Linked DNA regions of Mus musculus: regions 2, 3 and 4 are each linked to region 1. A link is a contact called in public HiChIP or PLAC-seq and promoter capture Hi-C data. All regions are on one chromosome and are shown on one strand. The core of a region is the stretch at or near the end of the contact, and the rest is flanking DNA. Distances in the headings are between cores, read along the strand shown. Region 1 holds the start of Abl2 (v-abl Abelson murine leukemia viral oncogene 2 (arg, Abelson-related gene)). Region 2 has its middle 4.6 kb from the start of Gm30568. Region 3 holds the start of Cep350 (centrosomal protein 350). Region 4 holds the start of Qsox1 (quiescin Q6 sulfhydryl oxidase 1).

Evidence for each region. Promoter capture Hi-C pulls out the DNA fragments that hold promoters and counts their contacts. HiChIP or PLAC-seq counts read pairs in DNA pulled down with a chosen protein or histone mark.
Region 2: a FOXA1 HiChIP or PLAC-seq map of pancreatic cancer cells shows a contact between it and region 1. The contact joins the enhancer-like site here to the promoter of Abl2 in region 1. A contact is called at or near these places in 3 of 484 Hi-C or Micro-C datasets (the N1E-115 cell line, embryonic fibroblasts and embryonic stem cells) and 2 of 115 datasets of contacts at active chromatin or transcription factors (embryonic stem cells and pancreatic cancer cells).
Region 3: an H3K4me3 HiChIP or PLAC-seq map of bone marrow-derived macrophages shows a contact between it and region 1, with 6 times the contacts expected there. The contact joins the promoter of Cep350 here to the promoter of Abl2 in region 1. A contact is called at or near these places in 3 of 39 promoter capture datasets (the HPC-7 cell line, cranial neural crest and hippocampal neurons), 3 of 484 Hi-C or Micro-C datasets (CD4 T cells, erythroblasts and regulatory T cells) and 1 of 115 datasets of contacts at active chromatin or transcription factors (bone marrow-derived macrophages).
Region 4: a contact with region 1 is called in a promoter capture Hi-C map of pre-B cells, with 2.6 times the contacts expected there. The contact joins the promoter of Qsox1 here to the promoter of Abl2 in region 1. A contact is called at or near these places in 1 of 39 promoter capture datasets (pre-B cells) and 1 of 115 datasets of contacts at active chromatin or transcription factors (extraembryonic endoderm stem cells).

The regions. Positions count from the first base shown.
Region 1 is chr1:156,557,503-156,560,433 of GRCm38.p6, reverse strand. It overlaps Abl2 (v-abl Abelson murine leukemia viral oncogene 2 (arg, Abelson-related gene)), which reads right to left and starts at 1,647. Exons shown (of 12, transcript NM_009595.3): 1 at 1,229-1,647. The coding sequence starts at 1,385.
Region 2 is chr1:157,084,876-157,087,575 of GRCm38.p6, reverse strand. No RefSeq gene overlaps it. Among named protein-coding and RNA genes, the nearest start is that of Gm30568, 4.6 kb to the right of the region's middle. Within about 2 kb of position 1,290, at least 53 of the 459 cell types and tissues checked have an H3K27ac peak or open chromatin away from gene starts, as enhancers often do. A contact at or near this core is called in the N1E-115 cell line and pancreatic cancer cells, where this site is marked.
Region 3 is chr1:155,971,867-155,974,566 of GRCm38.p6, reverse strand. Cep350 (centrosomal protein 350) reads left to right here and starts at 1,312. Exons shown (of 38, transcript NM_001039184.1): 1 at 1,312-1,718.
Region 4 is chr1:155,811,618-155,814,333 of GRCm38.p6, reverse strand. It overlaps Qsox1 (quiescin Q6 sulfhydryl oxidase 1), which reads left to right and starts at 1,435. Exons shown (of 12, transcript NM_001024945.1): 1 at 1,435-1,808. The coding sequence starts at 1,535.

The DNA.
Region 1 (2,931 bases), core at 398-2,897:
GTCAACAACACACTATGGAAGAACAAAAGAATCCACTTGGCATCAAGGGGAAAAAATATTCATTCATTCTTCTTCTTCTTCTTCTTCTTCTTCTTCTTCTTCTTCGATACTGGGGCTTGAACTCAGGCCTCACATAAGCTGTGTACACTGTCACTAATTTACAAGGCTCTATACTTAATTTTCCTCATGGCACCCTTTCTTATACTCTATTTCTGACCGTTGATTACATTATTTGTTAATTACTATAACCTTGTCTATATTAATAAAGACACACAAATTAAGAGTATGTGCTCAAAATTTGTATTTACTAGAGTTCAGGCACTTGCCCCCAAGCCTGATAAAGAGTTTAATACCTGGGAGAAATGACTCCCCAAGTTGTCTCCTGACCTCTGCATACATGGGTGTGTGCGCACATACACATACACACAAAATAAATATAATTTTAAATAGTTTAGAAACAGCCCTTCTGAAGAATATGACACCGAGTAAGTCCCAGACTATGCGGAGCACATATGTATACACCAATGCAGCTCAAAGAAAAACTCATGTTCAGACCACATGGAAGGAAGCCCTAACCATGCCCACCCATCGACAGCCCCGCCAGCCATCTCAGAATCCTGTGTCCTACTCGGATAGGCAGAACAGGGTGGTTTGGCAAAGCCTTTCATTTCTAGTTTGGAGAAAATACTCTGTTGAAAGTAAAAAGATACGGAAAAGGGTTTCACAGTTCACCATTCTGACACTGCTCACCGCCTGGTTCATAAAGCACATACCGAATATGCCACCACAATCTCTTAAAGATTCAGTACCTATTTCCCAATTCCTCAGGGCACGACTCGTTCCCGTCGTTCACAACCGGTTTATCCTCCCACCTCCTGAACCTGAGCTCATACCTGCCTTCATCCTTCCCTCCCTGGGGATACCATCCACAGTTCCACAGTCGCCCCGTCCTGTCCCAGGATAGCAGGACAGTCAAGCCTGGGTCCCTAAGACCCCGGTTCGTGCTCGCCGCCGCCGCCGCCCCCAGACGCTGCCAGCCAGGCGGGGGGAGGGGTGTGCCTCGCCTCCCGTGACTGGCCCAGATGGCAGCCGATTCCGCCCCCACTCGCGGGCACCCCTCCAGCCCTCGCCCCCCGAAGGCTGCCCATCCGCCTCGCACCTCGCCCCGACCCCACCCCACCCCTCCCCGGCCTCCCTCATGCCCTCCACCGGCTCCGGACACACTCACCGTGCTGGGTGAAGACGTTGAAGCCGGCGTCTGCGGTACGCCCCGCCGGGTCCCGCCTGCGGCCCGAGGGCCTGGCTGCGCTGCTGCCCCGGATCCCGCGCGGCTGCGGCTGCTGGAGCCCCGGAGCCTCCCCGACGCGGCCCACCTGCTGCCCCATCCCGCCGCTCGCGTACTCCCGCGCCCCCGCCGACCCTTGCTCACATTCCTCCTCTGCTCCGGCCTCCGGAGCTCCTGGCGCCGCTCCGGTCTCTCCGGCCCAAGCCCAGGCCCTCTGGGCCGGAGTTGCCGGCGGCTCCCACGCGGACTCCTCGGAGCCGCTGCCGCGCTGCCTCCCAGCGACTCACAGACTCTCCTTCTCCCTCCCCCTCCGGCGGCTCCTCGCCCCAGCCGCCGCCGCCATCTTTAAACCACCGAGCACAGGGCGAGCGTGGGACAGAGCGTCTCCCGCCCCCCTCTCGCCCAAGCACCTCCGCTACTCGGTGGGCGGAGCTCGGCGGAGCCCCGCCCCGCGCCGCGCCCCGCTGGGTGGAAGCCGGGGCCCACAGGGTCAGCGAAGCTTTCGAGGGCCCTCGAGTGCTTTTACTGCTACCTTCACCCACGTTCGGCTCCACACACTGCCCCACTTGGAGGACTGTGGGCGCCCGGCCTTTCCCGTCCCACCTCCACCTGTCAAATCAGAAGAGGCTGAGAAGCCACCACGTGCGCCGCGCAGCTCAGCACCAAACAGCTGAGGCTCCTGATCCCTGGGCTTCGCTGCCATTCAATTGAGGAGCCCTTCACACACACTTAGCATTGGGCCCAGAATGAAGTTTGGAATGGTACAGAATTCACGGGGAGATGGTCAAGTGCGGGGTTAACTTAATTCGGTGAATTATTTCTTGATGTGCACTTTGCCGTCTTATTGGCAAAGCGGTTAGAACTCAATTCTTCATACTACCGTGGATTTCTCTTGAACTCTTCCACCATCGACCTACCCGCATGTGTTTCTGTTTACTTTAAAACGCCTGGTGGGGCGCTGGTGAGATGGCTCAGTGATTAAGAGCGCCGACTGCTCTTCCTAAAGGTCCCGAGTTCAAATCCCAGCAACCACATGGTGGCTCACAACCATCTGTAACAAAATCTGATGCCTTCTTCTGGAGTGTCTGAAGTCAGCTACAGTGTACTAACATATAATAAATAAATGAATCTTTAAAATAAATAAATAAATAAAATGCCTGACAGTAAAGCGACTCTTCTCACAGACATGCTTTCCTCTCAGTGCAGGTTGGGCCCTCCTTTTTGGCAAGGAAAAGATAAATCACTTTGACCTTGTTTCTGAGTCAAAACTTACTCATCTTCACCGTCTGGGGTCTAAATAGAGAAATGGACAGAAGAGAAGCTATTTTTATAGATGTACACCCTATGTGCCATGAGGACTGGAGCCATTGCTTAAACCAAGGAAAACCACCCTGGGGAAGAAAAGAATTAGCAAAATAGATATAATTCCCCATACATGTCTTTTGTAGAATGGTGTAAGATCACAAGTGCATGTGGGTGAGACTCAAACTCAGGACCTTGAGTTCCAGGTGAGTGCTCTACCACTTGCTACTACCGCCCCCCACTCCAGCTGATTTTGATATTCACTATTAAAGAGCCTTAGGAGCTGGGGAAAGATGGGTTAATGACAAAGAAGACTTGCACTGCAAGCCTGACCACCTGAACTT
Region 2 (2,700 bases), core at 41-2,540, 530 kb before region 1:
ACTGTTCTCTTAGCATTTCTTCAAATGTATTATGTCCACTCTTGTTTCAGGGCTCTTCTTGCTCCTCCGCTGTCCCCACGGCCCCCTCACTGGAAATTGCCTTATTTATTGTATGTAAATACTAGTTCTCACTCCCAGCATTCCTTGCCTTCCTTGGTCTGCCTAGCCCTGGAAGCAGACTTGTCACCAGCTCTGCAGATAGCACAGCCTCTGTGACTCGGGTCTGTCTTCTCTAGAGGGCAAGTTATTTAACAGCAAAGTTGCTCTTGTCTCCCCTAGACTTGGGTGACCATGACAGTTACCAGGTGGGAAGGCAAACACAATGTATCAATAGTGTGGCAGGCAGACAGGCTGAGTACACGTGACAACTGGCATTGCTTCATTTTATTATTTAAAAAAAAAAACATGGAATCTTTTCGCATTCTGTGAAGTCATTCAAAGGGTTGTACCACTTTATACAGAACAAAACAAGCCAAGAGACGGGTGAAAGTAATTCCTTCCAAGGTCATGTCGCAGGCGGCTGAGCTGGGATTTGAACAGGGCTCGCATTGGTTGGCAGTTTCCTCTTTGCACTTGCTTCTCACAGGGAAGCCTAGGACTGCTGGCATCATCGCTGTCTGAGCACTTGTCAGAAAGGCACTTCGCTGGCTCTGACCTACAGAGTGGGAACCTGCCCTGGACATACACTCTAAGAAGCCCTGCTTGGTGGCTCCAAAGTTCAAGTCTGCTGTGTGGATGGGGTCTCCGGCTTAGCCGCTGTGCCCAGTGCCCTTCAGGACAATCTAATACCTGCTCCCGGGGGAGGGGAGGCTTAGCCCTGACAGAATCCTTTGGCTTTCTGTCCAGCTGTTCCTCAAGCCTCAGGGGAGAACCGAAGTGATGTGTTAGTGAAAGTGCAGCCCTGCTTCTGTGCAAGAACCGTCTCGGAGTTGTTTCTTCTAGCGGGGAGAAACATCTCTTGCTTTTCTTAAGGGACGACAGAGCAGACCTGGAGTAGAAGTCGTTTCTATTTGAGGCCCCACCCCCACCCCCACCCCGGACAGACCGGAGAGGCTGTCGACCCTCCTTTCATTGGGGTTATTGGTACCTAGACGCTCCCTCTGGCGCTCAGTTTTATTAGCATAAAACACTCTCAGATTTGACCTTGACAGAGAAAAGGGCTTAGAGTGAGACCGGAACCTTTTCCTAAATCCAATACAAAACAAAGACCTTGTATTCCCAGGCGGGAAGGGAAGAGGGGTGGGGAGAGCAGTCATGAAAACGCGCCAGCAGAGGGCGCCACAGCCCCATTAGTCTCTGCCCACTGAACTTCCCAGAAGCCAAAGCAGCCAGGATGCAACGGGGACTAGACAAACTAGGAGTCTAGACCCTGGGTACCACCTTGGGATTTTGTGGATCTCCGGGCGCCTGATGATACAGACTCGTGTGTTTACTAGTGTTCATTCTCAGAGAGATTAGTCCCAGACAAAGCCAGTACATGAATCTACAGTAAAGAGATTGTCATCCAACCTTTCGTACACTTCACCAGCGTTGGCTGAGTGAGTGTGTGAGCCAGGCCCAGGGCTACAGAGCATGTCCTCAGAAAATCGGGTTACTGTGGCTAGGTGCTAAGGCTGACCTCTTAAAACCTTTTAAATATTTAAATGGGGGAGAAAAGAGCACTATTTTTTATTTTAACTTCTAGAATCAAATAAAGGTTATATGGAACGGTGGAGAAGAGAAAGTGTGGAGAGAAAAGGAAGAAAGAAGATACACAAGAGTTGGGGACAGGAAGAGCAATCGTATTTTAATTCGTCTCTTATATACATAAAGTGCTAGACAAAGTCCAGTTTTGTCAACCTCCCATTTGCCCTACTAGACCCTAACTTGGGGCTCACGTCTGCAGATCTACTCCAAAATTCAGCACGTGTAGCCTGGCTGGCTGGCTGGCATAGAAGCCACACTCTCGGCTTCTCTCACAGCACCCCTCCCTGTCTGCACCCCTGCACACCCAGGGCTCTTCTCAGCTCCTGACGCTCCACACTGCAGCCCTACCAGGAAGATGTGCAAGTTAAAAGCCTGATTAGTCTCCTTGATAAATTCCCAGACAGTGGGCTAAAGGGAAGTGGCACCGGGCTGCTTGTGCTGAGGATGTGTTGGGGGCACCTGCCAGTGGGCTCTTGTCCTCTTAGCACACTGGTTCTCAGCCTTCCTAATGCTGTGGTCCTTCAATACAGTTCCCCAAGTTGTAATGATCCCGACCACATTATTTATGTTGCTACTTCATGATTGTAATTTTGCTACTGTTATGAATCGTTATGTAAATATCGGTGCTTTCTGATGGTCTTAGGCGACCTGATGTGAAAGGGTCATTTGACCTTCCCCTTACCAAGGGGTCACGACCCACAGGTTAGCAACCCCTGTCTTAGACAGAACAGCTTTCTGGGGAGATCTCTGAGCAGCCCAGAGCTAACTCTCTAAACAGATTTGAAGGGTGTGTCAGCAGGTTCTGTGCAGCTCTGTGTGTGCACTTGGGTGAGACCAGAGAGAGGTCAACCCAAGGAAAAGGATGAGCCATCAGGCCTGACTCTGGAAAACCGCTGAGCTGGGAAGAATTGCCTTGCTGTGACAGCTTACAGGCCTGGCTCTCTGGGGACCCCCACTGAGAGCGCCCCACCCCCACCCCCCCCCCCCCCCCCCCCCCCCCCCCCGGCCAGCGTT
Region 3 (2,700 bases), core at 63-2,562, 590 kb after region 1:
ATCATAACTCAATAAGGGGATTGGATACGTTCTTTAAAATAACTAGGCTGGAGAAAAGGTAAATTTCACTTTTCTTTTTATTACATGTATGTATGTATGTATGTATGTAATCATACATGTCTTCTCATGCACCTGCACGCAATGCAGATCAGAGGACACCTTAGAGGAATCTGCTCTCTTGGTCCACCATTCTGGGTCCGGGGATCAAACTAAGATCGCCAGGCGTGGTGGCAATTCCCTTTACCTGCTAATCCATTTCCCTGCCGCAGTTCCACCTTTCAAATCTTTTTCTTGCTACTGCTTGCGTACTCGGGATCTCCACAACTCTCATTCTTTGCTGAAGTGCTGTTCTCAGGGAGGGTGTATACATTGACATATGTGCAGGACTTTTGTACATTCACGTAGTTCCTGCTGAGGCGCGGCTGTCTTATGGGGAGGATCAGTTATTGTCGTCTGCTTTTATTGATATGGTCAAGGTAGCGAACATTTATTGAACATCTACAGTGTTGTAGTTACTGTGCCAGGCCCTACTGGGTATACATAGAAAAAGGAGACTTTAAGACACCCATGGTACTTTAGATGAGAAATAATTTCGAGGCAAAGTAACTATCGGAGCCCAGAAGGTGGAGAGCTTAGCTGCAGTGAGCACCTAGCGGAAGGTGTCAGGCATTATTCGCAGAAAAGCTGTCCTTTACAGTCTTGACAGACGATAAAATTCACCAAGCGGAGGCTGGTGACAAAGACAAAGCTAAGAGAAAATATGTTGACCCCAGAGGGCTTCTCAAACCACAACACCGAAGGGAAAGGAAACGTAGTTTTTGCTTGTTTTGGAAAGAGCTTAAGCCATCAGTGTGCGTGCTGAACAGAACTGTAAACCCCTGGCCAATGAGAGGGCCGCAGTGACAGCAGCGAGCAGCCGCAAAGCTGCGGTTACTCCGATCCGCCTAGAGTGACGATTCCTTCTGAATCGTCTGCCGGGTCCCGGATCCCTGGGTCACCCTTGTCAAGTCCTCAGCGTGTTTTGGCTCGGGGGTGACCCGCTCAGCCAGAAGGCCCAATTAGCGTCAAAGGGAAGGGGGTGGTCTCCTCTGCGGATAGACTCTGGCTCCTCCCGAGTCCCGCCGAGCTCCCAAAGCGCCACACCAAAGATGGCTTCCCCGCATCCTCTAGCCTCGGGTCCGATCGCGCTCCTCCGTCGGCCACACTCAACATGGCTGGCCTTCACCCAGGGTTGCATTCCTGCGGAACCGTCTCCGGACAGTTCTCGCGAGGTTTGGCGAGTCTCTCTCCCCCCCCCCCCGCCCTCTCCCTCCCTGACTGCTCCCGCCCTGCCTCGCGCCGCCGCCACCGCCACTGCCGCCGGCGCCGCTCCTCCTCCGTGTCAGTTGTTGAGCTGTAATGGCGACTGGGCCGCCGCTGCCGAAGTGACTCCCGGGGCGGGGGAGCGGGGCCGGACCTGCGCCTGAGAGGACTGCGGAGAGCCGCAGCTCGGGAGGGGGCTCGCGGCGGGGCAGAGGAAGGCCGCCTCTGCGCCTCTCCTTCCTTGCCTGCCGCCCGGCGGATCCCGGGAGCCGGGGCGAGGCGGGCACCCGGTGCGTCCCCGGAGCGGGGAGGCCAGGCCGGGCAGCCCTGGGGCCGGTCGGGGCGGCGTCACTGCACCCTCCGCCAGGCCCCGCGGGATGCACCGTGGGAGCCGAGGGCGGAGGCGACACTCTCAGGTGAGCTGCGGGGAGACCTGGCGGAGCCTGCTCCGCCTCGGATGTCTCTGTCCGCGGTCCCAGGTCCCCGAGGTGGCCAGAGAGGCGGGGCGGGGCCCCCCTGGCACTGCCTGACGTCCCCCCCGGGGACCCTCCTTGGGTCCCGAGACTTTTCCTGGAGGGTCATCCTGAGACCTGGGCTCCCGGACCTACTGGTGCCCACGGAAGACAAGATTTCTTTGCTTACCTGCCAGTGTCGCCCTCAGCACCCTCGCCCCTCCTCTTGTCTGCATAGAGTTAAGCCACCTCTCACCTTTGGTCTCCGAAGTGTCCCTTCTTCGTTTGGAGATCGAGCATATTTTGGGAAATTCCGGGGCACTAGCTCCAGTGTCAGGAACAGTTTCTGTTCCTTTTCCTGGGTGTAATATTCTCAAAGTGCAGTATGGGGAAAACTTTGATCACCTCCAGTCCAGCAGCAGTTGTTGAATGGAGTCCACCGGCTTATTCACACATGATTGGGTGGAGAGGGGGTGACATTTAACAAGCCTTACACGTTGGAAGTTGTCACTTTCCCTCCCCTCCCCCCTCTTTTAAATTCAGACTAATATGCTAAATCATATTTAGTTAATGTCACAGATACAGGCAGAAATTTGCCAGGGTTTTAGTTTTCAAGTTCGGAACTTGCAAATAGGTATAGATTTTTTTTTAAATGGATTTTTTGATGTTGTAACAAATGTTTCATTTGGGGGGAAAAAATAGGCCCTTAGGAATAGTGGTCGGTATCCATGTACTCTACTTAATTGTTTTGCTGGTGTTTCTTGTTTTGAAATTGGAGAAGTCGTTAGTGTTGCCATGTTAACCTGCTCCCTTCGCTTGTATTTTAAAGATTTAAATGGACAGTCCATCCTAGACCAACCTACTATTAGCACCTGGGAATTTTTGAAGAGGCAATAATGAAATACTACAAACTGCTCTCCATTTAAAAACTTTCTTAATTTAAAAT
Region 4 (2,716 bases), core at 186-2,685, 750 kb after region 1:
GAAGGCTGTTAAAATTGTGCCCATAATGGAATACAACAGAGTGGAAACAGGAGGGAAACGAGGAAGGCAGGAACCAGTTACCCTCAAAGCCAACAAACTCTACTGGACATCTTGGGGGAATTCAAGAACTCCAGAAAAAAGAAACTGGTTTTCAGATTATCAGAAAGATCTAGATAAAAGGATAAGAAATTTATATAATAATTTGGTTGTTTTTATTTTTGAGACACTATGTAGCCCAAGTTGGCCTGGCATTCATATTGTTCCATCCCAGCCTACAGAGTATCTGAGGCTTTAGACATGCCCCACCATGCCCTTTGGTTTGTTATTTTTTAAGATTACAAACCTGTATTTGGTCTTCAGCGGTATTACTGACTCGGTCGGTCCCTTCAAATATCAGATGTCCCTGTCCCTGACCACCTCCTATTATAACCATAGCTCCCCTTGATATTTGTCATCAGTCAACCTACATTCACTTGCATACCATCTGTCCCCATTGTAAGTTCCACACCCCTCAGTCTTTTATCACCTCATTCTTAATATCTGGTGCATGACTGGCACAGAGACGTTACTCAGTTTCTTATGAAGGAAAGGAGTAACACACCTTAAGGGCTAGGCCAAGGGGTCACAGAGAGGGCTAACTAATCCAGAGATACAAAAGAAAAAGGCCAGTGTGACAATTCTGAGGATGACCTATTCACTTCAAGATATCTCACAAGGCACCCGAGGTACAAAAGGTGGCCATAGGAAAATTCACTATCACTTTCTTACTTGTGGACACAAGCTTAGTTGATCCGGATACTTGAGAGAACATAGGAGCATGAGGCTGAGTAGGCTGAGGGCAATATAGCATCTGAGCTGTGGGGAGGGAGTCCAACCTGAAGGAATCAACCCAACAAAGGGTGGAGGGATGTCAATGCCAAAGAAACCTTGACTCCAAGGCAGCAGAGCCCAGCCAACTGTGGGAGAGGGCGTCCTGTCCCCTCGTAGGAAGCCCTCCAGCAATAGCTCCCTAGACGGTGGGGCCTCCGGAGGCGTGCGTGCTTCTGGCTCCTGTGGGCCTTGACAATCACAATGTCCTACCTCCTGGCTCTTTTCTCCCACCTACTTCGAATTCCCAATGTGAAAACTGCGAGAAGGAGCCCCCTGGAACTTTCCAGGAACAAGATAAATCTGTAACGACTATGCCAACGGACTCCGCTTCCGTAGGATACGGGGGCCGAGAGCGGCCAAACGTTGCCCCGGCCCCCTCAACGACCTCGAGTGCGGCCTGAGGTCCCGGGCGGCACTCGTTTCCGGACCCAGCTCGGAGGTCTGGCTCGCCGGGGGATGGGAACCGCGGAGCGCCCACCAGCACCGGGACCCCGGCTCTGGCAGCTCACACGCTCGCAGGGGCGGTCCCGGGAGTCGGCCCCGCCTCGGGGCGGAGCCTCTTAGCTCCTCCTCCTCCTCCGGGGCGGAGGCTGTTGGTGCGCGGCAGGCTCCGGATACTGACTAGTCACAAACTTGAAGGAGGTGGACATTCAAGCCGCCTAGGATGAGGAGGTGCGGCCGCCTCTCGGGGCCGCCATCGCTGCTGCTACTACTGCTGCTGCTCTCGCCTCTGCTCTTCTCGGGGCCCGGCGCTTACGCGGCCCGGCTCTCAGTGCTCTACTCGTCCTCTGACCCGCTGACGCTGCTGGATGCTGATTCGGTGCGTCCCACTGTGCTCGGCTCCAGCAGCGCCTGGGCGGTGGAGTTCTTCGCCTCCTGGTGTGGCCACTGCATCGCCTTCGCCCCGACGTGGAAGGAGCTTGCTAACGACGTGAAAGGTGAGAAGTGGAGGCCTTCCCCGACCCACCGGCAGGTCCTGCCAACCGTCCCGCTAGCTCGTCCCCTCCCTCGCGGCTTCCTTGGTCCATCGCAGTCCCTCCCCTCCCCCAATCCATAGCCTTTAAGTTCTCCCTGGCCGCGTCCCCTCAGTCCTCTGCTCCTGCGTCTTCCTCTGACAAGTCTTTGTCTCTATCCTTCGAGAGGGTTTTCTTGTTCCCTGTGCTCTTCTCTGAGCCTTTCTCCAATCCAGCTTTGTAGCAGCCTCCTTCCTCATCCAGGGATCCCTTCTTGCCAACTTCCCTAGTAGTCGAGGTGGAACAGTGCTGGATAGAGAGTTGGCATTCATTCTACCGCCCCCACCACTTTTCTCCACCCCCCGTGGCAAGTTACATAGTTGGTATACACATTTCCTTTCTCATCCTTACCTATGAGGTAGATGTCTGTCTTCATCGGGTGGTTTTCCTCTTTGCCTGTCCAGTCCAGGCTTCTCTTGACCTGCTACCTCTAGCACCTTAGCTTCCAGGCCACATTCTTATTTCTCTTCTCCTTGGGTCTGGACTCGCTTAGACCTTAGCCTTTAAGCCCATGAGACTAAACTATATGTATGCCTGTGGTGTGTGATTGGCCCGTGCTCCATGCTCCAGTCACTGGTCTGGCTATTCCTCCATTCTAAAATGCCAATTACGGGACCCACTCTTCATTTAATTACAGCCTAAGGGGTAGCAGGATAAGAAAACCACCAAACGTATAGGGATTTTTAAAGTGTGCTGTATTATAGGAATGTTAAAATATTGAAAAATTAAGACTTGCAGATGAGGGAACATAATAATGGTAATTATTATAGACCAAGTGCTTAAATAGTAGACTCTGTACTGTGGACACGACAGAATTTCCTCTCTACAGCTTA